Regions from separate parts of the Mus musculus genome. Here regions 2, 3 and 4 are each linked to region 1. A link is a contact called in public HiChIP or PLAC-seq, Micro-C and promoter capture Hi-C data. All regions are on one chromosome and are shown on one strand. The core of a region is the stretch at or near the end of the contact, and the rest is flanking DNA. Distances in the headings are between cores, read along the strand shown. Region 1 holds the start of Pou5f1 (POU domain, class 5, transcription factor 1). Region 2 holds the start of Tubb5 (tubulin, beta 5 class I). Region 3 holds the start of Tnf (tumor necrosis factor). Region 4 overlaps A930015D03Rik (RIKEN cDNA A930015D03 gene).

The links. Promoter capture Hi-C pulls out the DNA fragments that hold promoters and counts their contacts. Hi-C and Micro-C count contacts between places; a contact is called where the count stands out from the background. HiChIP or PLAC-seq counts read pairs in DNA pulled down with a chosen protein or histone mark.
Region 2: a Micro-C map of embryonic stem cells shows a contact between it and region 1, with 2.7 times the contacts expected there. The contact joins the promoter of Tubb5 here to the promoter of Pou5f1 in region 1. A contact is called at or near these places in 8 of 39 promoter capture datasets (the C10 cell line, the HPC-7 cell line, cranial neural crest and 4 more), 1 of 15 datasets of contacts at CTCF or cohesin (the NIH/3T3 cell line), 6 of 484 Hi-C or Micro-C datasets (the G1E-ER4 cell line, embryonic stem cells, erythroblasts and 1 more), 7 of 115 datasets of contacts at active chromatin or transcription factors (effector CD8 T cells, embryonic stem cells, memory CD8 T cells and 1 more) and 4 of 9 other capture datasets (adipose tissue, embryonic stem cells, liver and 1 more).
Region 3: a contact with region 1 is called in a FOXA1 HiChIP or PLAC-seq map of pancreatic cancer cells. The contact joins the promoter of Tnf here to the promoter of Pou5f1 in region 1. A contact is called at or near these places in 2 of 115 datasets of contacts at active chromatin or transcription factors (memory CD8 T cells and pancreatic cancer cells).
Region 4: a promoter capture Hi-C map of the HPC-7 cell line shows a contact between it and region 1. The contact joins the enhancer-like site here to the promoter of Pou5f1 in region 1. A contact is called at or near these places in 1 of 39 promoter capture datasets (the HPC-7 cell line) and 2 of 115 datasets of contacts at active chromatin or transcription factors (memory CD8 T cells and pancreatic cancer cells).

The regions. Positions count from the first base shown.
Region 1 is chr17:35,504,374-35,507,414 of GRCm38.p6, reverse strand. It overlaps Pou5f1 (POU domain, class 5, transcription factor 1), which reads right to left and starts at 1,383. Exons shown (of 5, transcript NM_013633.3): 1 at 932-1,383. The coding sequence starts at 1,315. It overlaps Gm32362 (a long non-coding RNA gene), which reads left to right and starts at 1,678. Exons shown (of 3, transcript XR_385564.3): 1 at 1,678-1,989. RefSeq lists promoters at 1,337-1,606, 1,364-3,041, 1,313-3,041 and enhancers at 2,274-2,516, 1,598-2,606, 2,601-3,041.
Region 2 is chr17:35,836,731-35,839,697 of GRCm38.p6, reverse strand. Tubb5 (tubulin, beta 5 class I) reads left to right here and starts at 1,397. Exons shown (of 4, transcript NM_011655.5): 1 at 1,397-1,701; 2 at 2,962-2,967. The coding sequence starts at 1,645.
Region 3 is chr17:35,200,307-35,203,352 of GRCm38.p6, reverse strand. It overlaps Tnf (tumor necrosis factor), which reads left to right and starts at 1,346. Exons shown (of 4, transcript NM_013693.3): 1 at 1,346-1,698; 2 at 2,215-2,269; 3 at 2,448-2,495; 4 at 2,790-3,046. The coding sequence starts at 1,513. Lta (lymphotoxin A) reads left to right here. Exons shown (of 4, transcript NM_010735.2): 4 at 1-188.
Region 4 is chr17:35,997,273-36,000,257 of GRCm38.p6, reverse strand. The region is part of intron 1 of A930015D03Rik (RIKEN cDNA A930015D03 gene); the gene reads right to left. Among named protein-coding and RNA genes, the nearest start is that of A930015D03Rik, 4.3 kb to the right of the region's middle. Within about 2 kb of position 1,522, at least 132 of the 459 cell types and tissues checked have an H3K27ac peak or open chromatin away from gene starts, as enhancers often do. A contact at or near this core is called in the HPC-7 cell line, where this site is marked.

The sequences.
Region 1 (3,041 bases), core at 134-2,633:
AAATCTCTTGCTTCATTAAGGGCCATTTAAGATGTGAGATAAACTATTAATGCCTTCCTAGGGGACTCCCGGCGGCATACAGGACCTGAGATAACACAGAAACTGGCACTTAGGGAGGGGACTCCTGCTACAACAATCGCTAAGCTGTCGGAACTCCCGGCGGGCATCGGTATCCACTCGCACCTTGTTCTTAAGGCTAATTGCTTACACTTGCTCCAGAGTGCTGGCTGTAGGCCATCAGACACTAAGCAAGGCCCGTGCACTCACAGAATGATCTTAAGATGGCCTGGAGATAAAACTCCCCTACCCAAGGGTGTCCCTTTCTTGTTTACAAGGAAAGGTAGAAAGGCTGAAATCGATCAGATCTGCACCTCAGGCACTACAAGGGTCTGCTCGTGTAAAGGTGACTCATGGAGTCTGAGGCTAAAGTAGACAGGCCGTAAACTTGACTGAAGGTGAGCCCTACTCCACACATGGCCCAAACAAGAGCTCCTATCAGCAGCCAGTCACACCCAACCTCTTCAGTAACAATAACTCCAGGATAAGCACCATTTTTTACCCCCCCAGCCATGCCTAACCTTAAGGCCAAGTTCCTGGGTCCGACTGTGATCCAAGTCCCCAGAGGGGCTGATATGTTTTTTTTTTTGGGGGGGGGCTGATTTTCACGCATCACTGGTGTACAGACAGTGATGGCATGAAGCAAGTGTCGGGACACAGGCCAGGCCTAGGTGACCTACATGACAAGGGCCAGGCCGAAACAATCCAGGCCGGTTTCTGATTCTTGCAATTCTGGGTTCTAGTCCACACTGCGTCGTGCTTCTCAGGAGGCCCGGCAGCCATCACCACCTTTGGCAGGCAGGGTGGCTACCCTACATGTTCCCAATTCCCTTCACTGCTGCCTCTGCCAGCCCAGCCAAGTCCCTTCACTTACCTCCTCGGGAGTTGGTTCCACCTTCTCCAACTTCACGGCATTGGGGCGGTCGGCACAGGGCTCAGAGGAGGTTCCCTCTGAGTTGCTTTCCACTCGTGCTCCTGCCTGGCCCTCAGGCTGCAAAGTCTCCACGCCAACTTGGGGGACTAGGCCCAGTCCAACCTGAGGTCCACAGTATGCCATCCCTCCGCAGAACTCGTATGCGGGCGGACATGGGGAGATCCCCAATACCTCTGAGCCTGGTCCGATTCCAGGCCCACCTGGAGGCCCTTGGAAGCTTAGCCAGGTTCGAGGATCCACCCAGCCCGGCTCCAGCCCTGCTGACCCATCACCCCCACCTGGTGGGGGTGAGAAGGCGAAGTCTGAAGCCAGGTGTCCAGCCATGGGGAAGGTGGGCACCCCGAGCCGGGGGCCTGGTGGAAAGACGGCTCACCTAGGGACGGTTTCACCTCTCCCTCCCCAATCCCACCCTCTAGCCTTGACCTCTGGCCCCGCCCCCTGGGTGGGTGGAGGAGCAGAGCTGTGGGGGTGGGAGAAACTGAGGCGAGCGCTATCTGCCTGTGTCTTCCAGACGGAGGTTGGGGACGTCTGGACAGGACAACCCTTAGGACGGGACCCCAGGAGGCCTTCATTTTCAACCTTCAAGGTCCTCTCACCCCTGCCTTGGGTCACCGGACACCTCACAAACCAGTTGCTCGGATGCCCCATCGCACCACAAAGCCTGTTGGCACTGCACCCTCTCGGCCTGTCCTTACAGCCCACTCAGCCATCCTCTGGAGAGCCTAAAACATCCATTGAATGTTCGTGTGCCAATTATTTCTGGGGCCACTCCTCAGTTCTTGCTTACCCACCCGTCTAGAGTCCTAGATATGGGTGAACCCAGTATTTCAGCCCATGTCCAAGGCCAGGACAAGACAGCCATTGCACCTCCAGTCCTCCAGAGTTTAGAGGCTCTACACCATGGGACCCCGAGCCCCAACCAGATATGTCCCCAGAGACCCCAGAGAAGTGCTGGCTCTGCGTTTTCAGAGCACAGTATTCCATCTTGTGTTGTCCAGGTTGGTAGATTAGACACTAACCACCCCCCAACCCCCATAAGACCTGCACCCAGGCTCCATCCCCTCACAGTTAAGGCCGGGGCCTCTTTCCTCAAGATTCTCAGTTCTCCCTCCCCCCACCTCCTCATCCCAGGCTTCCAGCCTAGTTCCTGGGTGGAGAAACCCAACGGGTGGGAGGTGGGTAGAGAGAAGAAATATCTGACTTCAGGTTCAAAGGGGCCTGGGAGGGACTGGGGGAAGGGGGCAGGACAATGGCCTTGGCTGGACAATCCTGGTCCCCAGAGGGGGCAGCTCTAACCCTAAACAAGTACTCAACCCTTGAATGGGCCAGGATGGCTCCCCTGGGGACAACTTCCTGCTCCCCAACCCCCTCCTGAGCCCCAATCCCCTCACACAAGACTTCCCCAGCTCTCCACCTCTCCTCAAAGACAGAGCCTCAGATGGAGATACCCTGCTTCCCTTCCTCCAGGGACTCCGGTGTTCATCCTCGTCACCCACCCCTCCCCCATTCCTGTGCTGGCGGAAAGACACTAAGGAGACGGGATTAGGAGGAGGGGGTGCAGAGAGCCTACCCTGAACTTCCCTAGAGTGGTTTTCTGGGCCCAGTCTGAGGATCCCATTACTGGCCTGGTGCTTAGTTATCTTTGCAAGAGAATAGCCCTCAGAGTGCCTGTCTGCAAGGGATGGTGTTTGTCTGTCTGCTCCTACACCATGCTCTGAACGAAGGCCCCAGGGTGAATCACACAGCCTCAAAAAGCCCAGAGCACCCCACAGTGTACATAGCCAGGACAGAGTTCTGAGCCTGGGCCCAGCCCGCCTGAGCTGTTGGCTAGGGTCAGTGGCTCTAGGTGCCCTGGGGGGCGGGGGTGTCTCTTGATGGTAGTCTTCATCAGGTAGAGATGGAACCTTTCTCTATAAAACAAGCTGCCCTTGAACTCCTGATAATTCTCCTGCCTCAGCTTCATCGACTTCACCAAATTCACCCTGAGACTTTGAAAAAAAAATTGCGTTTTATTTTAAGGGTGTGTATGTACCTACACACAGCTACACAT
Region 2 (2,967 bases), core at 148-2,647, 330 kb before region 1:
GAATTCGGGGACTAATCATGTGAACCACTCTTGCTCTAATTAATCATTTTGTATCCCTTTAAAGCTTTGAGGATACTTAGTAATTTTCGAAACCCTGGAAAGAGAACATTAAGGCCTCTAACTTGAGCCCATTCAATCAACTCCCTTCTTCCTGCTCAGTTCCAGCACATTGCCACAGACTCACCTAATGAATAAAATCATTTAACTGGAAAAACAAACAAATCCCCTTGCTTCAAGCAAGTGTCTGAGAGAGGGAGGCACTGTCTAAAGACTGACATTCTCTTAGTCTGTCCACCCTACAGCCTGTCCTGACAGGATGACCAGAATGTCTTCAGCGTCGTCTGAAAGGCCCAAATCCCACGCAGATTTTACATACACCTTCTGTCTTAGGCAGGATTTCCATTCCTGCACAACCAAGAAGCAAGTTGGGGAGGAAAGGGTTTATTCAGCTCACACTTCCACATTGCTATTCATCACTGAATGAAGTCAGGACTGGAACTCAAGCAGGTCAGAAAGCAGGAGCTGATGCAGAGGCCATGGAGGGATGTTCTTTACTGGTTTGCTCAGCTTGCTCTCTTATAGAACCAAGACTACCAGCCCAGAGATGGCCCCACCCACAATGGGCCCTTCCCCCTTGATCACTAATTGAGAAAATGCCTTACAGTTGGATCTCATGGAGGCATTTCCCCAACTGAAGCTCCTTTCTCGGTGATAACTCCAGTCTGTGTCAAGTTGACACATAAAACCAGCCAGTACACCTTCATTCTTTTGGGACATCAGCTCCATGCAGTTTTCACCACGATCTTTGCAATTTTGTTTCTCTTTTGAAAATCCTTGAGACAACTCCCTTGGAAACAGAAGGGTAATTCTTTCTTCTGGAGGGATGCGAGGGAGCTGTGCCTTACTGAAATTCCTGTCTTGGGATCACAAAGAACTAGATACTGTGTATCAGGGAAGGACAACATAGTTCTCAGGATTTTCCGCTGAGCTATGCAGTCTGGCTTTTCTAGACCTACTGCGGTGGGCAGCTGGCAGGGCGTGTCCAACACACCTTCCAACTCTGGCACCTCAGATCTCCTAATTACTACATTTCTCCAAACCTCTTTTAGTACAAAATCCTCTCTCAGAATAGAAAATAGGAATCTCGTGTGAGGACATTTTTCATGAAAAAATAAAATCACACACACACAAGATAACCCCAATTCCTCATACAGTACCCACCCATTCCTAACTTCTTTTTGCAGCGTGGACAACAATAGAGAACTACAACTCCCAAAAAAGACTGCGCTCGCCACTGGCTCAGAAACCAATGGCCGCCTGGCACGTGATCGGTTGGTCTAATCAGCGACTGGTTGGGTAGGCTTTGTCTAAGACCCGGGGCGCCCGCCTATCTCCCGCCCCCGGCCGCGCGAACGCGAGCCCCGCCCTGCGCGCCTTCCCTCCTGCGCTCGCCGGCCTCTTCTGCCTCTTAGAACCTTCCTGCGGTCGTGCTTGCATCTCGCTGCTGCAGCCTCCCGGGCTCCGGTCCATCCTTTCAGTCTGAGACCGGCCCAGAAGAAAAAAACCCCAAAAACCTTAATTTTCTTTCTTGTTCGGTACCTACATTGGAACCATCAAAAACAATTATTTCAGTAAACCGTAGCCATGAGGGAAATCGTGCACATCCAGGCCGGACAGTGTGGCAACCAGATCGGTGCTAAGGTAAGGACTTTAAAATTTTAGCTGAAATATGTAAAGATGAGAATTCTGTGTTAATTGTGAGCATTGTTCACGGAGTTCTTGCATTCTCCACCCGTCAGATTTGGCCCCTCAAAGTTTTTCACGTATAAATATAACCCATATTTGTAGCTAGCGTTCTGATATTGAAAAATGAGGAAATGTTTTTCTTGGCACATTTTCGGAAAGCTAATAAAAGAGCCTTTCGAGTTTAGGGAAAAGGAGAGGCTGAGGGACTGTGAAGAGCTGGTCTTAAAAGGGGTTTTCTAACGGTTCGAGGACTGGAGGGATGCGGAAACGATCCGAGACAAAGCCGAGGCGAGGTTTTCCCCTTGCGCCACCCCCACCCAGCCTGGAGGGCTCTACTGGAACAGAATGGAGGGGGGAAGGGGCGAGGTTTGGCGGGCAGCTGCAGAGGTGCCCGGTGCGCATTACCTCTCAACAAAGGCTTGGACACTCCATCGAACCCGCCATCCCAATGCTTTTTTTAGGTAATGACTCTGTATAGGGGCCTACTTTTACTTTTCATTGCCCTTTAGGGTGTGAGCGGTATGAAAGTGAGCTTTTCAAATATGTGAGACTGTCTGGGAGACTAAGGAGAGGGAAGGAAGGGAATAAAGATAGGCAATGGGGCTTTTTAAAGATTTTTCCCCCTTTTTTGCTAGCAATTAACAATGTAGCGGGGGAGGGGAGGGAGGAAGTGCGGCCGCTAAATTGTAGCCGAAGGGTGGGACCCTTTGGGGGCGGGGTTGGAGCCCCTGGCGCGCAGGGACAATGCGGCCCCTACCCGCGGGGGCGCACTGGCCCCGCCCCTCGAGCTAGGCCCCGCCCGCGCTGCTCCCGCCTTTGTGGTTTGCTGGAGGAGCGGCCCGCCACCGCAGTCACGTGGAGCACGTAAGGGGTGGGCGACTGCAGTGGCCGCACCTTTCTCCCCCAACTCTTTTGTGCTGGCCTGGAAGGGCGGTTCCTGGCTTCAGGAGCCAACCTGGGTGCAAAGCCAAATAGGTGGGCTCCAATCCGCCCACATAGAGGTTTATAGCGCCTGACCCACCCATCACCGGTCCTATGCCGAAAGGTTTTAGCCTTCCATCGCGTAGGTTCCTCCATGGGACTTCCGCAAGCAGATAACGGAATTGCAGTGTCTTCACCTCAGCCTCGTTTCAGCGTGTCTGGAATTGAAATGAGGGGCGGGAGGCATGCCTTAGGACTTGAGACATTGAGGCCTCGTTGCTCTTCCCTGTGCAGTTCTGG
Region 3 (3,046 bases), core at 97-2,596, 300 kb after region 1:
CCCAGACACAAAGGTGTCTCACCTCAGACAGGACCCATCTAAGAGAGAGATGGCGAGAGAATTAGATGTGGGTGACCAAGGGGTTCTAGAAGAAAGCACGAAGCTCTAAAAGCCAGCCACTGCTTGGCTAGACATCCACAGGGACCCCCTGCACCATCTGTGAAACCCAATAAACCTCTTTTCTCTGAGATTCTGTCTGCTTGTGTCTGTCTTGCGTTGGGGGAGAAACTTCCTGGTCTCTTTAAGGAGTGGAGCAGGGGACAGAGGCCTCAGTTGGTCCATGGGATCCGGGCAGAGCAAAGAGACATGAGGAGCAGGCAGCTCCCAGAGACATGGTGGATTCACGGGAGTGAGGCAGCTTAACTGCCGGAGGAGACCCAAAGGATGAGCTAGGGAGATCCATCCAAGGGTGGAGAGAGATGAGGGTTCTGGGGAGAAGTGACTCCACTGGAGGGTGGGAGAGTGTTTAGGAGTGGGAGGGTGGGGGAGGGGAATCCTTGGAAGACCGGGGAGTCATACGGATTGGGAGAAATCCTGGAAGCAGGGCTGTGGGACCTAAATGTCTGAGTTGATGTACCGCAGTCAAGATATGGCAGAGGCTCCGTGGAAAACTCACTTGGGAGCAGGGACCCAAAGCAGCAGCCTGAGCTCATGATCAGAGTGAAAGGAGAAGGCTTGTGAGGTCCGTGAATTCCCAGGGCTGAGTTCATTCCCTCTGGGGCTGCCCCATACTCATCCCATTACCCCCCCCACCAGCCCTCCCAAAGCCCATGCACACTTCCCAACTCTCAAGCTGCTCTGCCTTCAGCCACTTCCTCCAAGAACTCAAACAGGGGGCTTTCCCTCCTCAATATCATGTCTCCCCCCTTATGCACCCAGCTTTCAGAAGCACCCCCCCATGCTAAGTTCTCCCCCATGGATGTCCCATTTAGAAATCAAAAGGAAATAGACACAGGCATGGTCTTTCTACAAAGAAACAGACAATGATTAGCTCTGGAGGACAGAGAAGAAATGGGTTTCAGTTCTCAGGGTCCTATACAACACACACACACACACACACACACACACACACACACACACACCCTCCTGATTGGCCCCAGATTGCCACAGAATCCTGGTGGGGACGACGGGGAGGAGATTCCTTGATGCCTGGGTGTCCCCAACTTTCCAAACCCTCTGCCCCCGCGATGGAGAAGAAACCGAGACAGAGGTGTAGGGCCACTACCGCTTCCTCCACATGAGATCATGGTTTTCTCCACCAAGGAAGTTTTCCGAGGGTTGAATGAGAGCTTTTCCCCGCCCTCTTCCCCAAGGGCTATAAAGGCGGCCGTCTGCACAGCCAGCCAGCAGAAGCTCCCTCAGCGAGGACAGCAAGGGACTAGCCAGGAGGGAGAACAGAAACTCCAGAACATCTTGGAAATAGCTCCCAGAAAAGCAAGCAGCCAACCAGGCAGGTTCTGTCCCTTTCACTCACTGGCCCAAGGCGCCACATCTCCCTCCAGAAAAGACACCATGAGCACAGAAAGCATGATCCGCGACGTGGAACTGGCAGAAGAGGCACTCCCCCAAAAGATGGGGGGCTTCCAGAACTCCAGGCGGTGCCTATGTCTCAGCCTCTTCTCATTCCTGCTTGTGGCAGGGGCCACCACGCTCTTCTGTCTACTGAACTTCGGGGTGATCGGTCCCCAAAGGGATGAGGTGAGTGTCTGGGCAACCCTTATTCTCGCTCACAAGCAAAACGGGTTAGGAGGGCAAGAAGGACAGTGTGAGGGAAAGAAGTGGGCTAATGGGCAGGGCAAGGTGGAGGAGAGTGTGGAGGGGACAGAGTCAGGACCTCGGACCCATGCGTCCAGCTGACTAAACATCCTTCGTCGGATGCACAGAGAGATGAATGAACGAACAAGTGTGTTCACACGTGGAGAGATCTGGAAAGATGTGGCCAGGGGAAGAGGGGATAAGCAAGAGATAAAACTCAGAGACAGAAATGAGAGAGGCATGAGAGATAAGGAGGAAGATGAAGGGGAGATAACGGGAGATCAAGCACAGAGGGCACCGCAGAAAGAAGCCGTGGGTTGGACAGATGAATGAATGAAGAAGAAAAACACAAAGCTGGGGGGTGGGGTGGGGCAAAGAGGAACTGTAAGCGGGGCAATCAGCCGGGAGGCTTCTCCTTTGGGGTGAGTCTGTCTTAACTAACCTCCTTTTCCTACACAGAAGTTCCCAAATGGCCTCCCTCTCATCAGTTCTATGGCCCAGACCCTCACACTCAGTAAGTGTTCCCACACCTCTCTCTTAATTTAAGATGGAGGAAGGGCAGTTAGGCATGGGATGAGATGGGGTGGGGGGAGAACTTAAAGCTTTGGTTTGGGAGGAAAGGGGTCTAAGTGCATAGATGCTTGCTGGGAAGCCTAAAAGGCTCATCCTTGCCTTTGTCTCTTCCCCTCCAGGATCATCTTCTCAAAATTCGAGTGACAAGCCTGTAGCCCACGTCGTAGGTAAGATTTCTTTACATGTGCCTTGAGAATGAAGGGGCATGATTTTGGGGGGCGGGTTGAGGGGTGTCGAGCCAGGCTGAGAAAAGACAGAGCTCTTAGAGACAGCACGTGAGAGTCAGAGCAGTGACTCAAAAGCAAGGCATCAGGGGGCCACCCGGGACCTCATAGCCAATGGGATGTGGAAAGACAGAGGGTGCAGGAACCGGAAGTGAAGTGTGGGTAGCTGCTGAGGCTCAGGATGTGGAGTGTGAACTAAGAGGGTGACACTGACTCAATCCTCCCCCCCCCCCTCAGCAAACCACCAAGTGGAGGAGCAGCTGGAGTGGCTGAGCCAGCGCGCCAACGCCCTCCTGGCCAACGGCATGGATCTCAAAGACAACCAACTAGTGGTGCCAGCCGATGGGTTGTACCTTGTCTACTCCCAGGTTCTCTTCAAGGGACAAGGCTGCCCCGACTACGTGCTCCTCACCCACACCGTCAGCCGATTTGCTATCTCATACCAGGAGAAAGTCAACCTCCTCTCTGCCGTCAAGAGCCCCTGCCCCAAGGAC
Region 4 (2,985 bases), core at 273-2,772, 490 kb before region 1:
AGCCTGGTGTTCTTGACCACTGAGCCATCTCTCCTATCTTTGCTAGTGTGCTGTGGGGTCCAATTCATATTTCTCAAGGTTGGTGGCAACAAGGTTTGGTGAAACTTAAAACCTACATTCAGCCAGGAACAGTGATACACGCCTTTAATCCCAGCACTCAGGAGACAGAAGCAGGCGGATCTCTGTGAGTTCAAGGCTGACCTGGTTTACATAGCAAGTTCTAGTATAATCAGGGCTACATCAAGAGAGACCCTGTTTCAAAAAACCAAATAAGGGGCTGGAGAGATGGCTCAGCAGCTATGATTGTTGAGCATTCTTACAGAGGACCTGGGTTCAGTTCTCAGTACCCACATGGCAGATTACAAGCTTTTGTAACTCTGGCTCTAGGCACATACATGGTGCACAGACAAAAATATACACACTCATAAAACAAAAATATATGTTAAACAAAGATTTACCTAAATACATAAAACAAACAAAAGAGTGTATCTCTTTTTTTTTTTTTTAAGATTTACTTATATGTAAGTACACTGTGAGCCACCATGTGGTTGCTGGGATTTGAACTCAGAACCTTTGGAGGAGCAGTCAGTGCTCTTACCCGCTGAGCCATCTCGCCAGCCCAAGAGTGTATCTCTTACTAGGGCTTCAAGCTTTTTTTTCTCCACAGGCTTTGTACCCACATGGTGCACAAAGAGAGAAGGAGGTGAACGCTAAATTTAGAAGAAACACGTGGGGAGTTAAGGTTATTCTAACAAAAGGAAGTGGTCGGGTACTGTGTGTGTGGCAAACATCTGCAACCTGGGACTACTGTCGGGTGCCGACCAAAGGGAGAAATGAAAAGTTTCTGTTTAATGGATACAGAGTTTCAGTTTTACAAGGTGAAGAAGTTCTGAAGACAGATGGTACGGATGGTCACACAAAGATATGGATATATTTACTGCCATTGAAGCGTCCCTAAGGTGGTTAATCTGAAAAATTATATTTATTATTTAAAGTACTAAAATGTCAAGCTAACTTCAATAATTGTTTTATTTTGTACAACAAAAGATGTTTAGCATTATTTAGAACTTTGTTCCATCTCTTAGGAATTTGGCACGTGGTTGTCAAGGTACACGTGTAAGGCCAGATAACAAACTGTATGGTGGGTTCTTACCCAAGAATGTGAGTCCAAGAGCTGGAACTCACGTGATCAAGCTTGGTGACATGTGCCTTTACCCACTGAGCCTTCTCATCAACCCAAGTTTCCCAGTAATTAAATAATCTGTTTCCCTAATTCTTATTTAAGCAAACAAAGCAGTTAAGGTACAGCAGGAGGCAGGTGATGATGGCCTTGCATGAGGTTAATTTAATAATGTAACCATTTTAGAGAATATAACTATTAGAGCGAGAGCGAGAGAGCGAGAGAAAGAGAGAGAGAGAGAGAGAGAGAGAGAGAGAGGAGGGGGGAGAGGGAGAGGAAACAGCTGCCTCTCACACACAGTGTTCTGGGCTATCCCTTCCCCTCACTACCAATAAGTGCCCTGGTGTCTGCCCACACTGCCACTGCCACTGCCACTGCACCTGCCAGCCTCTTCCACTGAACACAGACTGATTCCTCTACAACTTAAGTTAGTCTCTCCCAGTGTCTCCCTTCCTCTAGCCCTCTCCCTCTGTCTCCTCTCCTTATAAAAGAAAGAAAGAAAGAAAGAAAGAAAGAAGGAAAGAAAAAGAAAGAAAGAAAACAAACTTACTGGGTGCTTGCTTTCCGTTTCAGAGGGTTAGTCCATTACCATCCCAAGAGGAAGCATGCCAAACAGACAGGCATGGCGCTAGAAAAGTAGCTGAGAGCTTTAAATCATGATCCACAGGCAGAGGAAAGACAGACAGACAGACAGACAGAGGCAGACTGGGTCTGGCAAGGACTTTCAAAATCTTAAAAGCCACCCTAGGGACACACCTCCTCCAACAAGGCCACACCCCTAGTCCTTCACAACACTCCACCAACTGGGAACCAAGCATCCAAATTGAGGAACTAAACCTTAAGTGAGTAAGTTACATGTCACAAAGTAGCCATCACTTTTCTCAGTACTGAAACAAAATACCTCAAAAAAGAAAAGAAAGAAAAAGAAAAGAAAAAACAAAACACTTAAAGAAGTATCTTTTTTTGGCTCACCCTTTGAAAGATACACTCACTTTACCATGGCTGGGAAGGCAAGGTTGCTGGTCACACTGCACCCACAATCGAGAAGCAGAGAGTGGGGAGTGCTCCTAGTAGCCGGTCCCTTTTTATTCAGCCCGCACCCCAAGCCCACAGGAGCTGGCTAACCCAACAAACCTGACTGGCCTGGAAGCCCCACCCACCAACCCCCATCACCACGCCTCTGCCTCCCTAGTGAGAGGATTGCGAGCTGCCACCAGGCTGATTTTCACTCGGGTGCAAGGGATTTGAAATCAGAGCCTCGTGCTTGTACAGATAGCGCTTTTGCTGACTGAGCGATCTCTCCGGCCTCAAATTTGCTAATCTCTGTGATATAAAAAATGCAAAGTGAGCTGGGCAGCGGGGCACATCTTTGATCTTGGCACGGGGCTGGGGGAGGGGCGGAGGGGTCGGTTTTTTTGGAGCTCGAAAGAGGCTTAGTCTACAGAGTGAGTTCCAGGATAGTCAAGGTTATACAATAGACAAAAAAATCAAAACCAACCCCTGCAAAGTGACATCACTGAGCATGATTTAAGGTGAGATAATATAGACAAAGTCTCCCGCTAGCATAGAGAAGAGCAAAGTGTGGCAGGATAACCAAGCAACAGGTTTTGAGTATTTACTGTTGTGGCAGACATAACCATTTAAGACAGGAGAAAAAATGTTTGTCAATCCTTGTGAAGATGAATTCAAAGAAAGAATGCAAAGTAATCAAGCTACAATTGTGAAAGATGGTTGCTCCTCGTTAGAATTCTGGCCAGATTCATGCTTCACTCTTGGCAGGTGAGTAAGACGAAGCCTGCCTGCCC